Linked DNA regions of Sus scrofa: regions 1 and 2 are each linked to region 3. A link is a contact called in public HiChIP or PLAC-seq and promoter capture Hi-C data. All regions are on one chromosome and are shown on one strand. The core of a region is the stretch at or near the end of the contact, and the rest is flanking DNA. Distances in the headings are between cores, read along the strand shown. Region 1 holds the start of CCDC189 (coiled-coil domain-containing protein 189). Region 2 holds the start of PHKG2 (phosphorylase kinase catalytic subunit gamma 2). Region 3 holds the start of STX4 (syntaxin-4).

Region 1 (3,744 bases), core at 1,050-3,549, 200 kb after region 3:
AAAGACAAAAGACAAAAATAAATAAATAAATAAATAAATTAGTGCACACATACCAATTCCCATTCAGGAGCCCTTCTGCTTTTATGTGTGTGTGTGGTTTACAGTCACTTTCACCCTAATAGCTAAGACAGTGTTTCTTTTCCTTTTTTTTTTTTTCCCAGCCACACCCACGGCATGCAAAAGTTCCCAGGCCAGGATTCGAACTCATCCACACAGTGACAGTGCCAATCCTTAACCCACTGAGCCACCAGGGAACTCCCAGTAATTTTTTTTTTTTTAACTATCTTTGTCTCCTCCAAATCTACACCAGTGCCAAGTACACAGTCATAATACAAATACATGTAATACTTTTAAAACCTGAATTGGGAGTTCCCGTCGTGGCGCAGTGGTTAACGAATCCGACTAGGAACCATGAGGTTGCGGGTTCGGTCCCTGCCCTTGCTCAGTGGGTTAACGATCCGGCGTTGCCGTGAGCTGTGGTGGAGGTTGCAGATGCGGCTCGGATCCCGCGTTGCTGTGGCTCTGGCGTAGGCCGGTGGCTACAGCTCCGATTCAACCCCTAGCCTGGGAACCTCCATATGCCGCGGGAGTGGCCCAAGAAATAGCAACAACAACAACAAAAAGACAAAAAGACAAAAAAAATAAATAAATAAAACCTGAATTGTACTCTTAACCAAGTCATTCAGATTCCAAAGTCTCTGTTCTTATCCACTGTGATTTGCTGCCCAAATATAAAATCAATTGTGTGTGTGTGTGTTTGTATAGGCAGGGAATTCAGCAGCCTGATTATCAAGATCCTTTCCTCTCCAGGACCTTTCCCAGAACTTAATTAAGCTTCCTAGATCCTAGGGTTCTGGCCCTACCCCTCAGCTCCGATGTTCCTGGCTCTGTGAGAGGGGTCTCATCACGCGTTGGCCCTTCCTGGGTCCCAGGCGCCTCTGGCCCTGAAGACAGCTCCCCCTGGCTCTCATGGTGTCGGAGAAGGGCTTCCACAGTTTCATCCAGCTGAAAGGAGAAAGCACCAAAAATGTTAGGAATCCCTCAGGTGCTTCCTAGCATGATACTCCCTTTCTAACAGAGAAGTCTGAGAACTGGCAGCTGGATCAAAGCCCAGTCTTGTAAAGGAGAGGGGCATTCACCTGGGCCCAGTAGCGATTGACAATGAGGAGTGTGGCATCATCTGTAGCCTGCCTCTTCTCCAGTTTCTCAATTCGTTCTCGGAGTTCATCTTCACAAGCCTGTCTCTGTTCCAATCGCTCTGCTAGTTTCTTGTTCTTGAACTGCAGAACCTTCAGGTCCATCTCCTCCTACCAAGGAAACAGAGGGGCCGAGGAGAGAGAGGGTCAAGAAGGGCCCAAGAAACCAATCAGAGAAAGAGACAAAGGAAAGCAGATAGAACGGATGTGAGAGGGGAGCAGACTGCTAACAGGACATACAAAGCTCAGACACCCACGGAGGAAGCGTCTTGTTTGTAAGGAGCGTCACGTTCTGCTCCTGCCTCTTTCTACCTGAAGTCTGACATGTCTGTCACACGCTCTCTGGGAACCTGTTTGCCTATCTGCGAGGGGAAGGCAGACGTCATGTCCTAGGTTTCCTTCAACAGAATGCTCTGTAAAGTGGATCTGGTTAAACTTGGGGAACTGGGAAAACGGTTCTGGGAAGTTGGGCGGGCTGGGGCAGGAGCCCACGAACCGTGGAAGAGATGCCCCCAAGACGAATGGGCTCTATAAGCGTTGTTGTTGTCTTCTCCTCGCGGTTCAGCTTCTTCTCTGGGGGCCCCGAGCCCCCATCGCCGGCGGCGCGTTTGTTGCCGGGCCCAGACATGGCCGCGGCGGCGAGGAGCGGCCCCCGGTCTCTCGAGGACGTCAGGCAGGCGGACTCGGCACTTCCGTCACCTGCAGAAGACAGAGAGTAGAGCTGGGGAAGGGGACGGAGGTCCGCAGCCACGAGCCTACCCCCGCACACAGCTGCCGGACCCCGCCCCGCCGGCCCCGGGCCCCTCACCAGCAGCAGGATCAGCCTAGCGCCGCCATCTTGGACTTCACCGGACGTCACTGGGCACCCCCGCCCCCCAGCACAGAGCGCAGGCGCCAGAGGCAGCGCCGGATGTGGCGAAATCTTCTCCAGTTCCTGTTTCTATTGGTTGTGCTTTGTTCCTCCTCTTGCGTCCGTTTGGTTTCTTTCTGAACACCTCCTCTTTCTCTCAGTGATTGGCCGGTAGGCAGTTGCCATGGTAACTGACAACACACTTCCACTCCGCAGTCCTAATAACGCCGCCTGCCTCAGATTAACAACTTCGAAGAGAGGGCACCGGGGCGGGGTTTGCATCTTATTATGCATGCGCATTCTCTTCTCACAGTTTGGCGAGCACGGTACACTTTCTCCCTTCCTACTGGATCCTCCTTAGCAACCGTCACCGTTGAGACGGAGGGACGCCCCCAGCCGATTGGCTGTACCCGGCCTCTCTGCAGCGTAGATTGGCTGAAGCGTCGATAAGGGCCAGGCCTTGGCAGTCGCCGCCCGAGATCGGCTGTCCCAGAACCGAGGCAGGATAAAGACGGTGGGGACCCGCGACACAGAGGAGCGACCAGATGATCCGCCGGAAATCCAGCCAATTCCGGCGACTGAAAAGGCGGTCGGAGCTGGACCAGCACTCCGAACTGCGGCGAGAACATGAGAAAGACCATGAGAAGGACCTCAGCTCGTTGGATGAATCGGCCAAGAGGATGGGAACAGGAGTGCGGACCGAGTCAGGGACCGTGGCCTCAGTGGATGCGAATGAAGATCCTGCAGCCAACTTGTTCCCGGTGAGGACAGGTCAGAGTGGTCTGCTCATGAATGTTTATAAAAGGGCTCCCAGGCAGGGGGCCGTTTGTTTCCCGGGCTGCCTTGGTGAAGAGGCAGGCTTGAACTGCTTGTCAATACGCTCATGAATAGTACTTAGGGATCGCCGAAGCCCAGCCCGCCGGTATTGCTAGTACACAGTTTTTAAGATGAGAAGGCAAGGTATCGCGTTGTTAGACCACCAGAGATTCACCAAGGGCAAAGAACCACGGGCCAGGACTAACAACGCAGCTCTGCCTTTCCCAATCCGCTTTCTCTCCCGCAGCCGCCGCTACCCCAGCCCCGGATCTGCATATGGTGAGTGTGAAGAGCTTTGAGGGAAAGTTACCCTTCACACTTGTATTATTCCTTTAGCGCTTCCTTACGAGCCTGTCAAACAGGACGGAATTCCCATTTTACAGACAAGGAGACTGAGGCCCAGAGATACAATTACCCAAGATGACTATAAGCCAGGTCTCCCGCTGCCTCAGTGACTTTGTTATAAAGTTACACAGCGAGTTAGTGGAAGAGCCAAACCTCTTAACTCAGGTCTCTTGCTTCCCAGTCCTACGCTCTAGCCATCATAGCCTTGTCCTAAGACTAATGCATAATGGCCAACACCTTTTCCCCTCTTTTCCTATGATAGGAAGTACCTCGACATCCATTCCATGCAGAGGCTGGAGAAGACAACCAACGTGGAGGAGATGAGGGAGTATGGCGGGGAGTAGGGACAGGAAGAACTGGCTCTTGGAGAAGGCTGAGGCAGTGGGCTGGGAAGGCATGAGGAATGCCTGGCTCCAAAGCACCTTGTGACTTAGTGTAGGGTGGTGAAGGGAGATGAAGGGAGACTCTAGTTGCCACTCATTCCTTCCTCTCTCCTTCCCAAGGGTGCTGGCTGAGTTGTTGGGGCTCAGCTGTCCT
Region 2 (3,770 bases), core at 553-3,052, 230 kb after region 3:
TTTTTATCCCCCATTTACAGTGGAGAAACTGAGGCACAGAAAGGATGTTACTAGGTCCCAAATCACAGAAATGTAAGTCAGATCATGCTAGTACCCTGCTTGAAGATACCAGTGTCACTAGAATAAAATTTAAATTCTTTTTTTTTTTTTATTTTTAATTGGTCTTTTTTTTAGGGCCACATCCACAGTGCATGGAGGCTCCTAGGCTAGGGGTCGAATCAGAGCTCTAACCACCAGCCTACATCACAGTCACAGCAATGCCAGAGCTGAGCCGCGTCTGCGACCTACACCACAGCTCATGGCAATTCCGGATCCTTAACCCACTGAGCGAGGCCAGGGATCGAACCATCGTCCTCATGGATACTAGTCAGATTTGTTTCTGCTGAGCCAGGATGGGAACTCCAAAATTTAAATTTTTTATCTTGGCCCAAGGCTCTACACAATCCAACCTCTATTTACCTCTCCAACTTAATTTCCTCCCCCTTTTTCCACTCACACCATATTCTAGCCACTATGATCTTCTATCTGTGTTGTGAATAGGCCCTTTTCTTGCCATTCCCTCTGTCTGGAATATATCCTGCCTCAGTTCATGATTTGTTCATTCTCATGCTCTAAGTCTCAGCTCCATTAATTACTCTTGTTCCATCACCCTCTTCATTTTCTCCCTAGCACTGACACTGAACTTTAACTTGTTTTCCTGTTTACTGTCTTTCTCTACCGCTAGAATAGAAACTCCAGGAGAACAGAAACCTTGTAAGATAGATCTTACATCTCCAGTGCCTAGCACAGTGCACCCAGCACATTGTATGTGCCTAGAAAACCCTCATGTATAAATGTATCTGCCACTGCCTCTACAAGTGGGGCTTTCCTTCTATTTGTTGTGTGCTGAACTCCTGTTCATCCTTCAAGACCCAAATATCACCCCTTCTGGGAAGCTGTGGTTTTCTGAGACCCCGCAGCACTTTCTACATAGCCTGATACTTTTTCATATATCTTTTAGTCACTTCACTTGGAGTACCTCCAGAGCATAAACATCTGTTCCATGCTCCCTGTGTTCACCTTTGTGCCTGGCACAGGAGGTGCCTGAATTGTTCGTCGAATACATAAATGAATGAATTTGTGGAAAAATGGGGATTAACCCAGAACAAATGAGTCTAGTCACTAAACGTTCCTCTGCTCCCCACTAACCCTTCCCATTTAGAACTCTCAGCCCTCAGAGGGAACTGTGTATCCTGGCTAGGACCTGACCTCTCAAGACCTCCATTTCACTGGGCGCGGCCTCACCTGCCAATGACGTCCTTAGGGTCGTACTTCTGGTAAAACTCCTTGGCCGCAGCCCAGTCGGGCAGCTCATCCTCTGGTCCCACGTCCAGCGTCATTCTGAAGGAGGGGGGCGCCTGTGTGGAGGAAACGGAGGGCAGTGAGGCCCACAGGCTCTGAGAGGACGCACATCGCGGCTCACGGGGGCGCAGCCCTTGCGGCTGGGGAGCCAGGATCCTGAGGGATGGGGGACGGGGTGGGGGAAGGATCGGGACTGGGGAGACCCCACGAAAGGGCCTTTAGGGGTCGGGACAGGGTGGCAAGGCAAGGAGGGGGCAGGGGGGGAAGGGAAAAGGTGCGGTGGAAGGGGGGAAGGGGCACTCGGGCCGGTGGCTGTTGCTGCGCAGGCGCACTTGGGCAGGCGCCGGGACGGGGCGCGGGGTCTCGCGGGGACATACCCGCCGGGCGGGGAGAAGAGCAAGAGTAGAGTCAAAGCAGCTCAGTCGCGGGGTTCTGCTCTAGTCCCTTACCCGAGACGGTACCGGCAAAAACCTCAGGCCCCGCCCCCATCCTGTCCACCAATGGCCAGCGCCACCTGAAAACTGAAGTTCAAAGACCCCTCCGATTGAAAGCTGATAGTCCAATAAGAAGCCGAGAATCTCTGGGCTGGCGCGGGAGTGGAAGCTTGGAGTTACCAATGGTTGCGACGCTAGGGCGGGGCTTCAGATACGACCCATCAGCATACGGCATCCGCGAGGTCAGCAGGGGAGGAGCTTGTTGACCTGCGGAGCTGGGGCCTTGGAGCGGGACCCGGAAGTTAGGTTTACCGGGAAGTGTAACCTCCGCGTACCCGGGACGCGGGGCTTAATGCGCCTCTGACTCTCGTTTTTGGGCATGGCACTTTCAGTCTCCCAGAATCTCTATGTGAATTCGACTTTTAAAAACATTAGCAGCTGATCCAAAGCTCTTACCTTGAGAGGCAGCCTCCAGCCTTTAAAACGCTCGGGGCTCGCAGCTTGCAGCTCAACTTGGCCACTTTGGTTCGAACTTGAATGAGCTGTGGCCAGTCAGCCACTAGAGACTCTCTCGTCTTGTGGCTGCTCCAAACCTTGGATACCTCCAAAGCCATAGTGCCCACACCTGGGGTTATACATCTTCCCAGTCTTCCGCCACCCGCTCCCAAAAGCCTTGGATGGTGTCACACTCTGCTCTAAGCCTACCAAGTTGTGAGATTCTTGCAGGAGCGACTGACTTCATAGATATTAGTGCATAGCTCAACCCTGACATTCATTTACTCATTCAACAAATATTTGTTGAGCGTCTCAGCGTTAGATTAACAGCAATGAAAGAAAGAAAGAAAGAAAGAAAAAAAAAAAGTCCTTACCCTTGTGGAAGTTATGTTCCTGAGAAAGAGGCAGAGAATGAATTCTTTTAACCTAACAACTATCTTAGAAATGTCACTTTGGGATCACAAACGTGGAAGAAGTTAAAAAATGAATACAAGTAACTTTTTAAGAGTATTTTGACCTTACACCATATTTGGTAGACCGGCTTGGTAGTATAATGGAATAATTATTTTGAAACTGAACAAATGAATAAACATATTGATGTATTTGGCAGTCAGGGTTCTTACTGTAGGAATATAGAATTTGGAATGGGGAACAGAAAGGACCTTATGACTGATTGAAATTGGAGGCATAATTTTAGGAATAATTTTTAAAATAGATAAAATTAGGTATTTTCTAGCTCTCACCTCTAAAAGGGCCTAGCAGCAAAAACATCCCCATTAGAGTGAGCACAGCTAGTGTCTAGATGCTGATTTCAAAGTAACCTTCCTCAAAAGAAACCAGAGCTCCTTGGGAGACTCAGCCTAATTCCCAGGCTGGAGACTTTCTCTGTACTTTCTTGTACAAGATGAACCTGGAATAATTTGTGCCAGAAAGTGAAGAAAGATGGGGACTTAGACACAAGAACCAGGTTGAAATCAGGGACAAAAAGAATGATGAGACTGAGAGGGTCATGAGTGAACCTTCTGATGTGCTAGAAATGTTCCATTCACCTAGGAGGTGATTACACAGGTGTGTTCATGTAACATTCACCAGTCAGCACACCTAAGATCTGTGTACTTTACTGTAGATAAATTATACTTCAACAAAACAGTTTAAGAAAGCTAATGGCAGCAATGAATATAACAAAATGAATTTTAAAACTCTGAGACCAAAGACAAACAAAAACTCTGAGACCACGCTGACACTAAAATTGTAAATAAATAAATGGAGAAAAAGACGTTCTTTATAGTGGAATGCCAGATAATAAATGCAGAAATAAAGTTAAAACATCAACATTTTGTAAGCCTCATAATAACTGACTTGGGCAAAATAGGCTTAAAATTACTGGTGAAAATTTGCTGGGGAACAGGATATTTATATAGACTTTTTTTTTTTTTTTTTTTTTGCTTTTTAGGCCCGCACCTGAGGCATATGGATGGAAGTTCGAAGGCTAAGGGTCAA
Region 3 (3,837 bases), core at 362-2,861:
GCCACACTAATCTCCACCTTGGTCAAGGGTCAAATGTAAATGGTTTCATTGTAAATAAGGGAACCTGAGAGGCAGGCCTGCGCTGTGGAAAGAACTTTGGACTGGAAGCCAGGAGATGGAGATTCGAGACACAGGCCTGCTGTGTGGTCTGGTTATATATCACTGGCCTCTCTGGGTCACACACTCGCGGATATATCAGGCATTGGGCAGGATCAGAGCAAAGTATCTATCTGAGTTCCTAGACGCTCACCCTTGAGCTCTGCGCGGATGTCCCTCCCCAGCTGTTTGATCTCGTCACGCAGGTTCTGCAGGTCCTGCTTCATGCCTGAACAAGAAAAAGCCATGATGCCCAAAGCACGGCCCCTACCTCAACAAATCTCCCTGGCCACCACCTGCATGGAACTACCATCCCCACAATCCCTCTGACTGAGCATGCGTTCTGCACTCGCGATTTCACTCACTTTCCTCGGGAAGGGGCGTGGCCAGGATGGTGACCTGCTGCTTCTCCAACTCTCGGACCTTATTCTCCAGCTTGACAATAGTCTGCCGAATTGTCCGGACCTGGGGAGGATGACCGAGAGGGCTGAAGCAGATATGGGAGTCCTCCAGACCGCTCTGCACCTCGGGTCATCCAGCCCCCTCGTGAATCCAGACCGAGACCCCAGCCTCTTACCTTCTGGAAGAACTCATCGTCTGGGCTGCCCAGCCGTGCCGTGCCCGGGTGTACCACCAGCGCGACCCTCTCCTTGTCCTCATCGTCAGAGCTGTCATCTCCCTGACAGGGCCGGGGTCATTGGCATCACTTCCTTGCTGTTGCTTTCGCCCCGCGGGATTCACGGGCTTCCGGGTCTTCCAATCCCACAGCTACCCCTCCCTGCCCTGCCCCGAAGACCAGGAGTCCTGCATTCCAACTAGACCCTACCCCGTCCTCCTGTCCCAACCCCGCTGCGCCGGACTTCTCACCTGTCTCAGTTCGTGGGTCCTGTCCCGCATGGCGGCCCGAGCTCCCTCTCCCCGGCGCGGGAGCCCAGAGGGCCTCGAGATTCTAAGTTTGGAACTCCTGTACCCCACTCACTCTCTTGACACTTCTCTCTGCCCTCACCCTGTGGACCCCTAACCGCCCCCCACGAGCCGCCAGAGGCTCTATCCCTGACACCATCCACCGTCGAGGACAAGGAGCCGACCTCGGGGACCCCCAAGTTTCCACAGGTTGGAACTCCCTTTTCTTACCCCCCTCCCGCTCCCGTAGCTTCAGCCCCGCCCCCTCTGGGATGACTGGAGCATGCGCACCGCACCGCGTCCCTTCCCCGCCCGAGGGAAAGGCGGAGGTCGGAAGCGCCAGCTCCCCGAACGGAAGCAAAATTGCCAGGACGTGAGAACCCGCCCCCTTTGCCGGAACTATCGCATCTTCCAACGGAAATCTAGTTGCCAAAAGAGGTGGAAATGCGTCATTGGTACGTAATCTAGGGACCCAGCATCTCACATCACCCCATGGCGCCCCCCCCGCGTCACGTGACTGGCCCGGTCCCAGCCTCTTGGACCTTAGAACGTGATGCTCTGACTGTCACGTGTCTCCACTCTGTCAACTCGGTCTCCGGGACACCTAGCTCCCCACGACGTCCTCGGCACCCTGGCTCCCACAAGTCGGGAGGGGGCGCCGACTACCCCCAGACATCTTTTGAGACAGAGGGTGGTAGGACCCTGGCTGAATTCGGCTTTATTCCTTTTGGGTTCCGGGGGTGTGGGCAGATTGACGACTTAGAATTTGGGGCTGTCCACATCATGAGACCTTGAAATTCGGAAAAGAATAAGATCCGGCGTCAGAGAGTTGCAGGGTTTGTAGGCAGAGTATCTGGGGGTGGGAAGTGACCTCACCCGAGGCGGAAAGCTCTTCTCCCGCATACTCCTGGCACAGCTTCTGACAGGTGGGCGGCTGGCGCCCGGCTTGAACACTGCAGTCCCGCCGCACTCACCACCTTCTGAGCAGTGAGACCATTTCAGGACAGCTCAGGCTGAGAAAAGAGTCCATTATGTTGAGCAGCATATCACCTACACCCCTTCGCCCCCACCTTGCACCAGGGTTTACCCTCTGAAGGACACAAAAAAGAAACAATTCCGCATTACTGTGACCTGTGATTGCTTGAGGTGAAGGCGTGATTGTGTGGTTCTCACCCGAATCCCAACACCTAGTGGGCCCTCAGTAAATATTTGTGGACAGAACTTTAGCCTTTCCTATGTCTGAAGATGACGCGTGTGGTTCCCTAGTCCTCTCTTTTAGGCTTCAGGCTTTCATCGTGACACTTCCCAAAACCTGACCCTCTAGAGGTTCATTCATTCAGTGGATATTCATTAGGCACTTATTATGAGCAGAATGCTCTTCTAGGGCCAGAATTACATCCCGGCCCAACAGAGAAGAATGACTTATGCTTTTTGAAATCTACATTCTGTAGGAGGAGGCCCCAAGGCCACTGGGTCTCCCCATAGCCAGGATGGCTAGGACTGATCTAAGACTCCTGGATCCCAGGGCTCTCCCCGAGGAACTTATATGAAGGTCAAGCAAAGGAAGGAAAGGCCCTTCTCTACTAAGCCCCGATAAGGAAACCTAGATTTCTGTGACTGAGTTGCTGTGGACTTCTGGAAAATCTGGCAACTCCAGATTCTTAACCCACTCCTCTGGGCTGGGGATCATACCTGCATCGAGCTCGCCAGGGACACCATCGGTCCTGTTGTGCCACAGCAGGAACTCCTGGAAAGTCACTTTTTTTTTTTTTGTCTTTTGTCCTTTTTAGGGCCACACCCCAAACATATGGAAGTTCCCGGGTTAGGGGTCTAATCAGAGCTGTAGCCACTGGCCTACGCCAGAGCCACAGCAATGACAGATCCGAGCCGCATCTGTGATCTTCACCACAGTTCACAGAAATGCCGGATCCTTAACCCACTGAGCGAGGCCAGGGATGGAACCCACAACCTCACGGTTCCTGGTGGAATTCGTTTCCACTGAGCCACGACAGGAACTCCTGGAAAGTCACTTCCTATCTCTGGGCCTTAGTCTTCCATCTCTACAATGGGTGGCAGTGGCGGGGTGGGGGGAGAGCTAGTCTTTATGGGCATTCCCTGCGCTGAAGTTCAGTGACAGAGGTTAGAAATTGTCAAAAGTGCTAGCTGTCTCATTCTATGTAAAAGGCTTTGATCCTTCTCCTCTTCCCTTTAGAATCCAGCTCACCCAGGGTTGGGAATGAAGAAGTGAAGACAGTGCTACCCTGATCAACCGAGGGAAGAAGGAGGGTTCAGGAGGCCAAACCCTGCCCGTGGAGTTCCCCGGAACTCATGAGGAAGAGCAGGTCTGCTCTTGGGTCTTTCCCATCAGCCTCTGCCTCCCTGCCCCTCCTCCCTGGCACCCCTCTGGCCCTGTCTCTGCGTGGTACACTGGAAGGGCTTTCGGACATCTAACTCCTAGTTCAGTGTGCGATCTTGAGTCATTTATTGCCCCTCTCTGGAACTTATCTCCATTGACAACTTGATCTGGTCATTTCTGTCTTGCCTAAGCTAAGAGTTGAGCAATATCAGGGGAGTTAGGAAGTACATGAAAGGTTCTTATAAACTGGTAAGGGTTCTTCCCTCTGCAGGCTTTTATTACTATGAGTTCCAGGTCTCTCTGGGCCCACCAGTCCCACCTACCTCTCTCCGCCTTATGGTGTGGATTTGTTGGTGCCTTTGTTAAATTTCCCAGGATTATGATGGTCGTCCTTTCATTTGTGGTCTCTTCTGGGTGGGACCGCAGGGCTTTGGGACGGTGACTTGAGGCCGTCAGAGGCTGGGCTCAAAGCCTCGGGGAGT

What was found. Promoter capture Hi-C pulls out the DNA fragments that hold promoters and counts their contacts. HiChIP or PLAC-seq counts read pairs in DNA pulled down with a chosen protein or histone mark.
Region 1: a contact with region 3 is called in a promoter capture Hi-C map of fetal liver, with 2.6 times the contacts expected there. The contact joins the promoter of CCDC189 here to the promoter of STX4 in region 3. A contact is called at or near these places in 1 of 5 promoter capture datasets (fetal liver) and 2 of 47 Hi-C or Micro-C datasets (heart right ventricle and liver).
Region 2: a contact with region 3 is called in an H3K27ac HiChIP or PLAC-seq map of alveolar macrophages. The contact joins the promoter of PHKG2 here to the promoter of STX4 in region 3. A contact is called at or near these places in 1 of 5 promoter capture datasets (liver) and 1 of 2 datasets of contacts at active chromatin or transcription factors (alveolar macrophages).

What each region holds. Positions count from the first base shown.
Region 1 is chr3:17,633,855-17,637,598 of Sscrofa11.1, forward strand. CCDC189 (coiled-coil domain-containing protein 189) reads left to right here and starts at 2,300. Exons shown (of 8, transcript XM_013992414.2): 1 at 2,300-2,807; 2 at 3,110-3,141; 3 at 3,470-3,535; 4 at 3,711-3,744. The coding sequence starts at 2,592. RNF40 (E3 ubiquitin-protein ligase BRE1B) reads right to left here and starts at 2,136. Exons shown (of 20, transcript XM_021086412.1): 1 at 2,005-2,136; 2 at 1,693-1,895; 3 at 1,140-1,307; 4 at 864-1,005. The coding sequence starts at 1,824.
Region 2 is chr3:17,654,839-17,658,608 of Sscrofa11.1, forward strand. It overlaps PHKG2 (phosphorylase kinase catalytic subunit gamma 2), which reads right to left and starts at 1,803. Exons shown (of 10, transcript NM_001166317.2): 1 at 1,719-1,803; 2 at 1,285-1,397. The coding sequence starts at 1,379.
Region 3 is chr3:17,429,766-17,433,602 of Sscrofa11.1, forward strand. It overlaps STX4 (syntaxin-4), which reads right to left and starts at 1,612. Exons shown (of 11, transcript XM_021086404.1): 1 at 964-1,612; 2 at 674-775; 3 at 462-561; 4 at 251-325. The coding sequence starts at 993. It overlaps LOC102167315 (a long non-coding RNA gene), which reads left to right and starts at 1,316. Exons shown (of 3, transcript XR_001303274.2): 1 at 1,316-1,454; 2 at 3,212-3,341.